Linked DNA regions of Gasterosteus aculeatus: region 1 is linked to region 2. Evidence: chromatin contacts called from public Hi-C data. All regions are on one chromosome and are shown on one strand. The core of a region is the stretch at or near the end of the contact, and the rest is flanking DNA. Distances in the headings are between cores, read along the strand shown. Region 1 overlaps plxna1b (plexin A1b). Region 2 holds the start of plxna1b (plexin A1b).

Region 1 (6,657 bases), core at 2,106-4,605, 53 kb after region 2:
AATCTCTGTAAAAAAAGCCGGACGTTTATCTTCATTACACCACATGACAACTGTAAATGAGTGTGAATACGCCAGTTACCAACACATTTGCTTGTATACAGTGACAAATGCAGACTGCACCAGATACTCATTCACACTCTCCTCTGGGAAGCTGGCTTATCCGATTACCCATCGCCAGGCTAATAGATTCTTAATAGATTGCTTTTGATTAGTTCCTCTGGTTTAGTGACGTTAAGATGATTAACGTTGCTGTGTATGAAAACAAATTCACATTTGTGTTCACGGGCGCCACGTCTGCGTACAGTTTTTGTATTCGTGAACAAAAAATGCCATCACTGGAATCATTTTGTGTTTGTGTGTAGTCACATGGTTATGATGTGCTTTGGCAGCATTTCAAGGGACACAATATTTGAGCGGGGCATCGAGTTCACTGTCTCTCTGTCTCGTGCACACTCCTGCGCACACACACACACACACAGAAATACTCTCGAGACACACAAACAACTCCAAAGGCAACAGCCCCCTGCGTTTATCCTTCTCACACAGCATGGTGGCGTCTCCTGCCGTCTAGCTGATTGCTCCCCCACCCGGTGTCCCCCAAAGGGTGAAGCTCCAGCCTGAAGCCTTTCCACAATGTTAGCGGGCTTGCTAACTGGCACCCAGCCTTCCCGTCTTTAGCCTGCTCTCCTCCTGACCACCGCTAGCCATATTGCACTGAGCCCACGGCTAATCCCGTTAGCATAATAGTTAGCGGAAAGCCTATCCCCCGTGTTGGTCTAATACCCTCTGGCTAATCTTTGAGCGTAACAGTTGGCTGAAGTGAACCCACTTGTTTTTGTTATTGGCTCTTTGTGCACGGGTCAGCAAATGGTGGAGTTCAGATTTAATTGAATGCTAATTAAGGGAGTAACTCGTTCCGGCAGTGGCTTGGGTTCTTGTTTTTAGCGTTAGCAGAGCTTGCAAAGAAACACACATAATGGCTCCATTATTGGTGCAGCTGACCTGGTGGCTTCACCACTTCCATCTGCTAAGCCCCTAAAAATGATGAATTATGCCTTTAAGAGGAGGCTCTCTTCGCACAGTGTTATTCACTGCTTTGCAGAGGGCTATTTCTTTGTCGCCGCCTCCCTCTCTTCGTTCCTCTTGCATTCCCCCTTCTCACGGTTCTGAGTGATTCAGAGAGATCTCATCTTCTCCTCTTCATGGTAAAATATTTATCCATCCTTTCCTGTTGGTACAAATGTATCAAACTGATGGAGCCTTTAATTAGTCATGCATGCGTCCATCTCTTATTCCTATCTGTCACTTGTTCCCCCTTCAGCTCTAGTCTCTTCCACCCAGCCCCTCTGTTTTTGTCTTTGATTTACTCTTCACCATTGCTTCTTTCTTTCTGCTCCTCTCTTCCCTCCATGGAATTAGTCATTAGCTGACTGACTGAGCTTATTGCATCTATTCCCATGGCTAGAATTTGTTTGTGCATCTTCTTTCTCTCTCTGTCTCCCACCGTCCCTCCCCCTCCACCCTCCCAATCTTTTCTCCACACCATCTCCCCGATGAAATGATCTTGGCCACATATACCCGCATGGCTTTCTGAATTAGCCATCCTACACATACTCTCCCGGGTCCCCGCCATACCTTCTCTATCACCTTAATTGCATGGTGCCATTTTAAATTGGCTAACACAAATTAAGGCCTCACTATATTTTTTAATTGGTCATTTAGCTTGGCTACTGTTTGAATGCGGTGTCTCCCTGGGAATGGTTTGATTGGCCTCCCACTACACATGTGGCCATTTTGGGGGTAGTTTCGTTCTCCCTATGGGTTGATGATCTGTCCAGCTACTGACACCTTCCAGAGCCAAGATGGAAGGGTGTGTGTGTGGTGTGTGGGTTCGAGGAGGACTAACAAATGGCGAGGGGAGAGAAATTCTCCTCTGCCTACCCTTCCCTTTCTTTTTACCTCTCTTTCCAACCATATTTACTTCCCTCGCCTTCTCCACTCCTCTGTCCATGTGTTGCTGGTGGATTAAGCTAATTAAAGTAGCGTAAATAGAGTCCCCGGAGAGAAGCTGCACATGTGTACACATTTACACACAAACACTCATTAACGGCTGCAAGTACACAGATGCCCACCATAGGCAAAGCAGGCCGGCATCCAAGGGCACCATGCTTTATAGTGGTGGCCATTATATGGTCCTGTGAAAGCACTGTGTGAATACTTTATGGACTACTTTCTTGCTCATTTTCATTGGATTTCAATGAATTCTGTGCAATTATTTGTCATCTGTAAAGGACTGAGCTGGAGACCACCGAACTGTTTCATGCTAACCCTGCATCCGCCTGTGTTCACTCCAAGCTTCAGCCCAAGGACTCCCAGCTTTGTCTTATCAACCACAAGAGCCTTTTTCTGTCCATTTCTGGGTCACTGGCAGGGAACTAGTGGCCCAGAAATAACACCAGACCCTCTCACTTAAACATTGGTTTTCTCTGTTTATTTATGTGCGCATGCATGATCTGAGAGAATATGGCCTGATAAGTCCTGTAGTCTTCGGTTGTTTTTAAGGCATGATTGAGAGCCAGTGTGGAAGCTGTCTTACCTTTATGCGTACGAACAAGTCTGAACATATGCCGTGTGTGTGGCTACCAACTGAAGCTTGAATGTCAAACGAGAAAATGTACTGAAGGAAAAAAACTGGGCGGAAGAGATGAAGGAAATCTGAGGACGGAAGGAACTCCTTCATCCTGTCATAGAGAAGAACAGGAAGAGAGGGAACGCTTTGTCTCTTGGTTGAAATTCCTTCCGGATGTTTCTGCTATCCGGATACTGGCTGGTGTCTTTGGAAAACTGCCTGCTTCCAGGGAAACCTATTGGATTACTGATAACCTTGGAATGGATAGGGCCAGCACTGAAGGGTGTGTACAAGAGAGAGGGAGGAGAGAAAGTGACATGGGCTTCTTCCTCAATTGTCCCTTCAGTCTTCTATGCTTTCCCTTTACTCTTTACGTGCACCTCCATTGTATTCCCATGAAGTTAAATCAATGATCAATGAAGTTTAAGCATACTTTTGGCTTTCATTCTTCCCTTTAAATTGTATTTGTCCCCCCCGTGCCGTGGTGAGGGGATAGCTCTTGGCTGCACCAATGCCCCCGCGAGAGACCGGCTTTATTATTGCGAGGACAATATTAGAGGGTTTCGAGCTCACAACAATAAGCGCGGTCACACCCGAGAGCACAGAATAACACACACCCAATAATAAGGCTCCAATAACATAGGGGTCTTTACTCCAAGTTGTCTACGGATCTCCAAATCCCCCGGTGAGCGGGCCTGCTCTTCGGTTGCCATGGCAACAGTAGTCAGGGCAGCCACGGATGGCGATAGTGAGGAAGAGGAAGGAGGGGAGCGAGAATCAGAGAGGGAGAGAGAGAGAGGGAGCATTGACGTTTGTGTTACAGGCGACAACGTTGGAACTGGGTTGCTGCAGCGATGGAGCGGCATAGAGCAGCGACGCAGCGCTGGGAAGGCAGTTTCGACTGGGGTTGGAAAGAAGTGGGCTTGTAGGTCATGTTTACCCCAGTGTGTGGTGGGGGTGGTGGTGGTGGTGGGTGGGGTGGGATCTTGTGTGGAGCAACAGAGAGAGAGAGACAGATATGTGTGAGAGAGAAATGAAAGTGCAGAGACAGCACACTTGCTCATTAACTCCCCCGGCGAGTTCTTCCGGTCGTCATGTTTGTGCGCTCGCAGAGGAGCTGTGGGTTTGTGAGGACTTGCTCCAACAGGCACCACACACCGAACGGGATTCAGGCTGCGCTCTCTGTGGCTTTGATATCACACAAACGCCTTGACTGGACACAAAATCAATCGACGTGATGTAAAAGTTCCTAATCTGGCGGGAAAAAGTTTAATTTTTATTTAAGAATCGTTAAAAATAGGTAAAATGTGTTTTTTTTCCTTTTCCTTCCCCTTACTATCATTCAAAAGCTGTCTTCACAAAACCTACACAATGCAGCAGTGGGTTAATGCTATTTGGCTGACATGGCCGTTACCATTGCCAGAGAAATGTGAAAAGAATTACAGTAATGGTGCCGCCGGGGGGGATCTTCTCTTTCCTCTCGTCTCCATATACTGTATACTGTGCAAAATAGCGCAGCAGACATCAGATGCACGGCAAACAGGCCGTTAGTGTCAGGACTCCGATGGAAAATCCATAGTTTCATTACAGGCCCGCTGGTATGAATGCGGCTGGGAGGCGACCGGAGCTCCATCATGGGCCCTACGGGAGCCGGAATGGCTGCATTTAGTGACGCAGTGGAGTGAGGAGGAGGCAAAAGGGTCAAGGCTGCCGCTGGGAACGAAGCGTGTTAGAGAGAAGCAGCCAGATAAAGTTCATGGGCAGTAACTGGCACGGCCACAATTGTACCCGACTCACCTTCTTCTTGAGACTCGTGCTGCCCCGCTGCCTCTGTGCGAGTGTGTCAAGGACCTCGCGATAGGATATGACATCAGGGCTGCGGGTCACAACATAATGCCACTTATTACACATATCCTTGACAGAATTTCCTTGTGAGTTCACCTACCGGACAATGGGCTCCCCGTACTAAGCGATGAGTTCTGTTTTCTATAGTTTACCTAATACGCTCAACCCGAATCAGAAATAACTTCTTCTTTCACACTTATCTTTCACTTTCCCATCACTAGAAATCAAGGAGCACATTCAAGGCACAATGCCTCTAAGAGTTATTGGGTGAGTTCATCTGGAAGAAGGTAGCTCTCAGGAGCTCCGGGCGTTTTCTCATCCCTCTTGGTCAATAGAGTTAAAAGACAGACTTTAGGGGAAATTACCCTTCGATTGGACTTACTGATAAAGTGGTGGGATTGTAATTCTTTGTGGCCTTTGAGACCAGAAAGTAAAGATCAGGTGAGACATATTGTCCACACTAATGTGGATTGCTTTGAAAATGTTGTTTATTTGCTAAAGGTTTTGTGTCCACTCAATGCTTAAAGCAGTAGATAAATCTTTCTCTTTCAGTGGCATCTTCCCGGCAAAAAGAGTGTGAATTCTAAGGATTATGCAAACTAATCACCAATTCTAACCCAATTATGTGCGTGTATATTAGTGCTGGGCATGTTAACATGTTGTTATCGTGTTAATGCATTAATTCATTAAGGCTGACACGCAACAGTTTTTTACTGATGAAAAAGTGTGCAATACACTACTTTTCATCCATTGGCGAATAATTGCAAAAATCATACGATTAAAAAGTGTAATTGTTGTCCAGCACTAATATATAATGTGTGTGTATATATATTTTCCTTCCCCTGAAGAACTGAAGAACTCACAGCTGTATGTTTGTCACAATTGTACCTCCATGTGTGCTTAACCACATGATAGAATCTTAAACAAAAAGAAGAAAAACAACCTGATTCCTCTGAGAAAAAGGCAAGTAGGGAGCTGAAGCGTAGGAGAGAAGATCCACACACACACACACACACACACACACACTGATTGCTCACGGCTTTGACTCCTCTCATTGCATCATCTCTCTAATGCATTTGTCCTGCATCACTTTCTACCAGTGTGTATGCTTAGGTGTGTACGTGGCTCTGCGGGGGGGTCTTCAGTAAACTGGTAAAAGCCACAAGGGCCATGTCCTGATGTTCACTAAAAACGTACGTTTGTGCGTGCTTATTCACAGCCCTCTGATTCCCATCCAGTGAAGTCTGTTAGGCTGTGTATAACATCCATCATGGAGGGAATGCACAGAGAGCCACTTTTATTAACAGTCAACCCTGACCTGAATTCTCTTTATTTATGCATGAATAAATTGGGGACTGATTGACATTATGGATGGATCTGCTGAACTAGTATGGATACAGCTTCTAAAATGCACAAACTAGCTTTTTTTGTGTTTTCAAACTTTAAAAGATGCATATTCTGACTTAACTGATGTAGATCTTTTCTCCTACTCCATAGTTATGACCGACACACACACACAAAACATTCGTTCCATATCTTCTCCGCAGAGGAAGCGATGCAGCCATGAGCAATGCAAATTGGGTAAAATGTTGTGGAAAGTGGCTTCTCCCACTGGGACCTCTCAGAGTTATTGTGTGTGTGTGTGTGTGTGTGTGTGTGTGTGTGTGTGTGTGTGTGTGTGTGTGTGTGCTAAAGCACCTGTTCTTGCAGTTGTTGGTGAGTGAACAACATTGTTCTGTATGTGCCTGAGTGCATACAGGCCGCAGTGGCTTACAAACAATCCTCCGTGTGATTTCAGGGTGAGAAGTGAGTGAGAAAGGGAAAAGTGTCTATAAAGCGAGGCAAAATTGAAGGCACCTTTCTGTAAGATCGCACCAATTAGCTGCCAGAAGGGCTTTGGCCATCCTCATCGATGCAGGAAAAAAGAGGACTTAAAGAGAAGAAGATGAAAATCGAGACACAGAGAAGAAGGATTAGAGGGACACAGAGTTTCGGCCGGAGGGAAATATTGGTTGGCTTATCGTCTAATTTTTTTTTTCTCACTGGTGGTTTCACAGCTCTTCAGAGACCCACTAACTCATTACCTTTTAAATAAGGCCTTCAGACTTAACTCCCCAACCTCAGTCCACAAAGTGAAGTGCAATGATGGAAAAAGGTTTTTCCCCTCCTTTCTGCTTAGAAGC
Region 2 (6,251 bases), core at 179-2,678:
CCACACTAACTCCGAGCTAATCAATGTGTTAGTGTTTAAGTGCATGATAGGGAGCCGCTTTGTCCAGAGGCCTTTCACATGGTAAGTGAGTCCTAATCTCTCAGCAGTACTATGGCAAAACCAACCATTTCTAATGGCAAACAGTGGGCTTTTGGAAACTATTGACTGCTGGGTGGTGTGAGAGACCGTGGGGAAATGTCCTGGCAAGTGCTGCAAATTCAGCTGCTCTTTTATGCACATAACACACACAAATGTCTTTGTCCGTCTCAATCAAATATACACTACCTCTCTGAAACACACACAGACACACACACACGCTCCCTCACACACACTCAGAGTACGGGGCCAGGTGGTGTGGTTATTGCCAGATCTTGCTCTCTGCTCTCCTGAGTGCAATTGGTAACCTGAGCTGCCTGTTTGAATAGCTCAGTTATACCAAAAGCTTCCTTGCCGCAGAGATAACGTGGAACAGTGCCCAAAACGCAATTTGTCCCGGCTCAGGTTAGTCATTGACTGCGTGATGAATACTGAAATTGAGCTTTCAAAGTCACTTTAACGGTCTTTTCATAAGAAATTAGGGAGATTTAAAAGTTGGTTGGATGGCCTCACGGGCGCAGCTTGTATCCAAAATCTGTCAACCTGAGTGCAAGTTAGTCAGTGGGAATGTGTCAGCTGAGGGGATGTGACAGCCAGGCCCGGGGCCTCCTCATTTAATTAAGGAGCCCGTCTTGTTTTGGGGAACTCACATCCAAACACGTCTTCCAAGATCTCCCAGGGCAGTTTATATTTCAAACACGATTCAGTACATATTTTGCGTTGATGTTTTCTGATTTAACCTGCATGTGTCCAATATTCTGCCTCCTAGCTAAACTAGCTTTACTCTCGCTACCAATAGCACTCATTTGTCCAGCAAATATTTGTTTTCACCCCTCCCCCTCCCAACAATAGCCTGTAGACCACAACACGCCCTTTGGATCACAATGACAACAAAGATGATTCTGTTAACTGTTGTTGGATTGGTAGTACACATTAACAATGTCTATGATTGACTTATTTAGATTAGCTTCAGGTTGGAATATAACTGAAAGAGAACTCCGTTTTATATTGTACACTACAGTCTAGGCATTATGATGATATTTTAAAAATCTTGAACTTCACTGTACAGAAAATAATATAATATCTCAGACCATATCATGAATTCATCGCAATAACATATGACTGACATAAGTCATCTTCAATAATAACTTAACCAAACCAATAGATAATGGAGCCGAGTCCATGCGCGCGTCCATTACATGAAATAAATTATTTGTGCGAATGAATGAAATGCGTGTCTCCCACGTGTCCCCGTCGGCCCGGGGCCGCCCTCTATAGGCCACGTGCGGTACTGCAGCAGCGGAGCGCCTCCTCCCTCCTCCTGAAGCCGGAGTTGCATTCCTCTCCTCTCCATTCACGCGTAGGGAGCCGCCGGAGAGAGAGCCCCGCCGCTCCGTGACCACAGTGGAATGTCCCGAAGTTTTGGAATTTAAAACCATGGAAAGGATATCTAACCTCCGGATCACTTGAACCTGTAAGTACCGTGGAAACTGCGGCGAAGGATTTTGTTTTTTTATTTTTCACGTGTAAGGAGCGGCGGTTTGTAGGGAGCCGGCTTAAATATTTGTTTCTGTCTCTCCATTGCTCTGTGCGGGGAGTTTGTCGTTGTTTCCCTCCGTCGCCCCCCCGTCCTCCCCCACTTGCTTCTTCTCCGCTCTCGGGCGTCTGGTTTCCCTCACGAGTTTGAAGAGCTCGAGCCTCCAGCCTTGGTTTTGGTTGCAGTGAAACGGGCACGAAGAGGAACCGTAGAGTTCCTCCGATATCCAGTAATGGGCGCGCTTGTGTGTGTGTGCGTGTGGTTGCGCGGTGTTGAACGCGCACTCCGGTGTGACCACCAGTCGGATCGATCCGCAACAAACTGCGGATGGTCTGGACGCCGAACGGCGATTTAACGAACTAATTAAATTAATTCGAACATATCTTACTGAATAATTTCGTGGTTCGCACCCGGGGAGCGAACTATTTTTTGCAAGTAACCCGGATTTGGTGCAGCGCGAGGTGAGTTTTGTCTGGTTTGACTCCGGCCACAGTAAAAAGAAAGCGACTTTTCCTCATTTGGGAGTTCTTCGCCGCACGAGTAACATGTGGAGTTTTTTCTAATAAAATACAAGCTACCGGTGCGGGTACCGAGCCGGCGGAGGGTGCGTGTGGCTGTTGCACCGCCTCGGGAGAGGCAACGGCAGCACACGCACACCCGCGGGCTCAGGTACCCGCCGCCCCGACGCTCACGCGCGGATGAATAGTCCGTGGAGGCTGCGTGGATTTAACCCCCCCCCCCCCCCCACCTCGTTCTTGTTTATTTGTTCTTTACACTTGTACCGACCCTGCATAGGCTTTCCTAAACGGACCTCTAAGGGTGGAGGTGTGTGTGTGTGATTTCTCCTCTGGGTGCTCGCTTTAGAAGAAAAGCAATCGATTGAGCTATTAGCTTTGAATGAATTGTAAATTGCGTCGGCGTGGTGTGAAAGGCGCGTTAACGTGCTAACGAACGAGAGGCGCTTTGTGAGTGCTGTCTGTGGGTGTGTAGAGTGCGCATTGCTTGTCAAGCTATTCAAAATGCTCTCATTGCTCCATCGGATTCTCCTCAGTTCTTTCCCCTTTTTAGTATTAGAAAAAAATAAAAAAATAAAATCAAATTACACTTCCCACGCCGACCCCCGCGCGCTAGTGACCCACGGATTGTGGATTCATAAATCATATTAGAAGAGTAAGGGACATCATTTTAACCTATTTTGATGGGTGAGTGGGGGGGGGGGGGGGGACCAGACTGCAGCCCATCACTCCCCCTCCCCTTCCCTCTAAAACAAATAATCACTGAAATATGAAGGGAGTCCTGGTTTGTATTTAGTAGTTGATACAGACATGGCAGCGTTGATGGATGTATCCTTTGGCACCACCCCAACACCCCCACAGGACACGGGCGTCACGTGACTAACGTGGTAACTCTTTATCAGAAGTGACTTGACCCATTTTTTCTTTTTGTCCCTCAGCCCAGTCAAGCGGCAGCTCCTTATTGACAGTTAAATGCGGTGGGCAGCGGGTTCCCATTTAAATGATGCGGGATGTGAACCGTGACGTGAGTGTTTGTTTAAGAGCCGGTGCCCAGTCCCACGGCTTTAAATCATTCCACGAAGGACTGACAGGCCGCCAGCCGCACAGTGGAGGTGCACCCGACTCCTTCCACCCAGATCCTGACTTCACACCAGTGTGTGAACGAGGGCCAGGAGCGGCGGTAATGGAGACCGAACTCTTTGCAGTAGCGCCGGTGCTACTGCAAAAAAAAGTGGTCGGTGGCAGGATCCTTTGTCTGAGCGGCAGGTTCCGATGGTCTGTGGCAGGTTCCTTTGTCAGAACGGCAGGTTCCGATGGTCTGTGGCAGGTTCCTTTGTCAGAACGGCAGGTTCCGATGGTCGGTGGCAGGTTCCTTTGTCAGAACGGCAGGTTGCAGTGGTCGGTGGTAGGCTCCTTTGTTAGAACGGCAGGTTGCAGTGGTCGGTGGTAGGCTCCTTTGTTAGAACGGCAGGTTGCAGTGGTTTTTGGCAGGTTCCTTGGCAGAACGGCAGGTTGCAGTGGTCTGTGGTCCGGTAGGATCCTCCTTCAGAATGGCACAAGCCGATCTTAGTTTGCCATTTAGCGACATGCAGATTCCATGTTCCATGTCCAACGTTAAATGAGTGTCTTCATGATCATTGGTTTGCCGTAAATGTTTTTTTCTAACTTTATTAAGAATCTAACACAACACAGCAAACTTGCAAATAGCGCAGAGTATTAAATAAAGTGATGTATGTCTTAATGCAATGCTTTAGAAATGAACCCAAAGGGATTCTGTATTTGCTCATGAAGTCTGAAACAGGTAATTTGGCCAATGTTTCTTTTACAGCTGAGAGCCACAGATTTAATTTGTGTGTGTGGGGGGGGGTAAAACGGCGGCCTTGCATGGTATTTCACATGAAAGCTGGCAACCCAGCCAGAAAATGACCAGCAATTTGCCTCAATCTTCCCCAATTATGATAAAAATCTGCCCCACCATATGCAGCGGTGTCATGCATTTTGAAAGTCTGCCCCGTCCCGTCCGGCTGCTGCCGTGAAGGGTAAATCTGTGATGTTCAAACTTTGGAATTCAAGCTGACGTGCACTTTGCACCCCGCCGGTCCTGCCTTTGTGCGATCCCGCCCCCACTCCCCCCCCCCCATCGCATTCCTCGGGACCTTTCAGTGACTGGCGTATTCAAGGTCTAATTAGATCTCAGATGGAGGAAGACCAGAAGAGCTCAAGTGAGAACTGCCACTTGGCTCCCCAAATAACTAGTCTTGTTGTGTGTATTATATCATTTATTTATAAAATATATATATATATATATATATATATATATATATCAAATTAAAGGAGAAGAAATTATTTCTCGCAATGGTCTTTCTCAGTTGGAGGGAAATGCTACTGTTCTGCATCATCTGAACTGTTTAATAGGACTTGATGAGCATAATTGTATTTTTCACTGTGATTCATTGCTTTCCCGCCAGTAGTAGATATATGTACTGTGTTCACAGTGTGTGTGTGTGTGTGTGTGTGTGTGTGTGTGTGTGTGTGTGTGTGTGTGTGTGTGTGTGTGTGGCTGCACTGCAAAATCTTTTCCATTTTCCCTTACCGCTGGACTTTCTTCACCAGCATGAGAACCTCATGTTTAGGCACTTCCTCTCTCTCTGCCGTTCTTCTTGCCTCCAGTCTTTTCGTTCATTCGTCTCTTTGTCTCGTCTCTTCCCTCGTCATCCTCTGCTTCTCTCTCTCTGTGTCCAGACTCTCCTCCTAACTTTCAACTGTGTCTCCGGTACATTTCCAAGGGGATTGCTAGTCTCCCGTGGCTCGGTGCATGCAGAAGAATTCACTGCGAGTGCAAGAGGAACCACTACAGGGTTTATGCGTGAGAGTGTCGGGTACGCAGAGGCCTCCTTGGCACGGCGGCGCCGTGATGCATCAGCTTTCATATCATAGCCAACGGAGATGCTGTGTTTTTATTACATAACTTTTCATTTGTGTCAGTCTTGCTAAAGAGGTTAGCCGTGTTGCCGGCGCTGCGCTCCCAGACTGTTTTGCTTGGTTCTCTTGTTTTTCTCCAACACCTCTTTTCAAGATCCTGCTTGGGTTTTTACTTCTTTCCGTCCTGGTTTCTCTCCCGATTCTCTGTGTTGTCACCTCTCCATCCTTTTCCCATCCTCTCTCTCTCTCTCTCTGAGTGTTTTTTCTTGGTCTCTGGGGTTTGTGTGGCGCCCTGCAGCGAGGGAGCTACAAAGCAGCAACAATATTAAAACGCACTAAAGAGGGACCAGCAGCAGGGCTCTACCCGAAGGCCCTGTTATAGAGAGACACACACACACACACAGCTCTCATGGTGCTAACACCTCTCCAGCCGACAGGCCTTAATATGAAATAAACTCACTCGCCAATACCTGGCGGGGCCGTCTTGACTGACTGCTCAAATCGGAATGACCTCCATTTGGCCCAAATAAGAAGCCGGGATTGAGAGTCAGTGGGCGGTGTTGAACCGCAAAGTGCCGGCGCATTACGAATCACATCAAGAGGCGAGCTCGCAGGTGGGCCCGGCGGCATAAATCCTAATCAGTGCCAATCACAAGTGATTTTAAAGACTCATCTGCAAGCCCAATCACATTCTCAAGACAGGGAGTGCGCTCAGGCCCGGCAGTTGTGTTTGGGTCCCAGGGAACGCGTCGACTTGGAGAAGGTGCATGAAGCGAGTGTGTGTGTGTGTGTGTGTGTACAATGTGAAATGAAAGCCTCGTCTGTGTTGTTTGATGCTCGACCTTCGTTGTCGCGTTCCTCACTTGCAGCCAAATTCTGAGTCTGACCTCCCGTGGTGGCAGAGCGAGGTGTATTCTTCTTTCTTCCTTTTGAGTGAAGCAACCTTAGTTTCTCCGTCTCTTCTGTGCTCATCCGAGTGAACTGTGTGTTATGTATAATTAATTTTCTCCTCTCTCCCAGTTTATTTTTATCGCCCACTTTTAACCATTCCCTTCAAAGGACCCCTCCCCCGCATCCGTCCTCCACGGTGCCCGCTGAAAGTGACAGCTGCTCGGGTACGAGGGGGGGGGGCGCTTTTTGAGGCAGGCACTAAAAAGGCCACTCAAGTCGACTTGGAGTAG

What was found. Hi-C and Micro-C count contacts between places; a contact is called where the count stands out from the background.
Region 1: a Hi-C map of liver shows a contact between it and region 2, with 1.8 times the contacts expected there. The contact joins the enhancer-like site here to the promoter of plxna1b in region 2. A contact is called at or near these places in 5 of 6 Hi-C or Micro-C datasets (liver, skeletal muscle, tail fin and 1 more).

What each region holds. Positions count from the first base shown.
Region 1 is chr17:14,439,531-14,446,187 of fGasAcu3.hap1.1, forward strand. All of the region lies in intron 3 of plxna1b (plexin A1b), which reads left to right. Among protein-coding and RNA genes, the nearest start is that of plxna1b, 53 kb to the left of the region's middle. Within about 2 kb of position 3,356, at least 6 of the 9 cell types and tissues checked have open chromatin away from gene starts, as enhancers often do.
Region 2 is chr17:14,388,889-14,395,139 of fGasAcu3.hap1.1, forward strand. plxna1b (plexin A1b) reads left to right here and starts at 1,429. Exons shown (of 32, transcript XM_040203502.2): 1 at 1,429-1,570.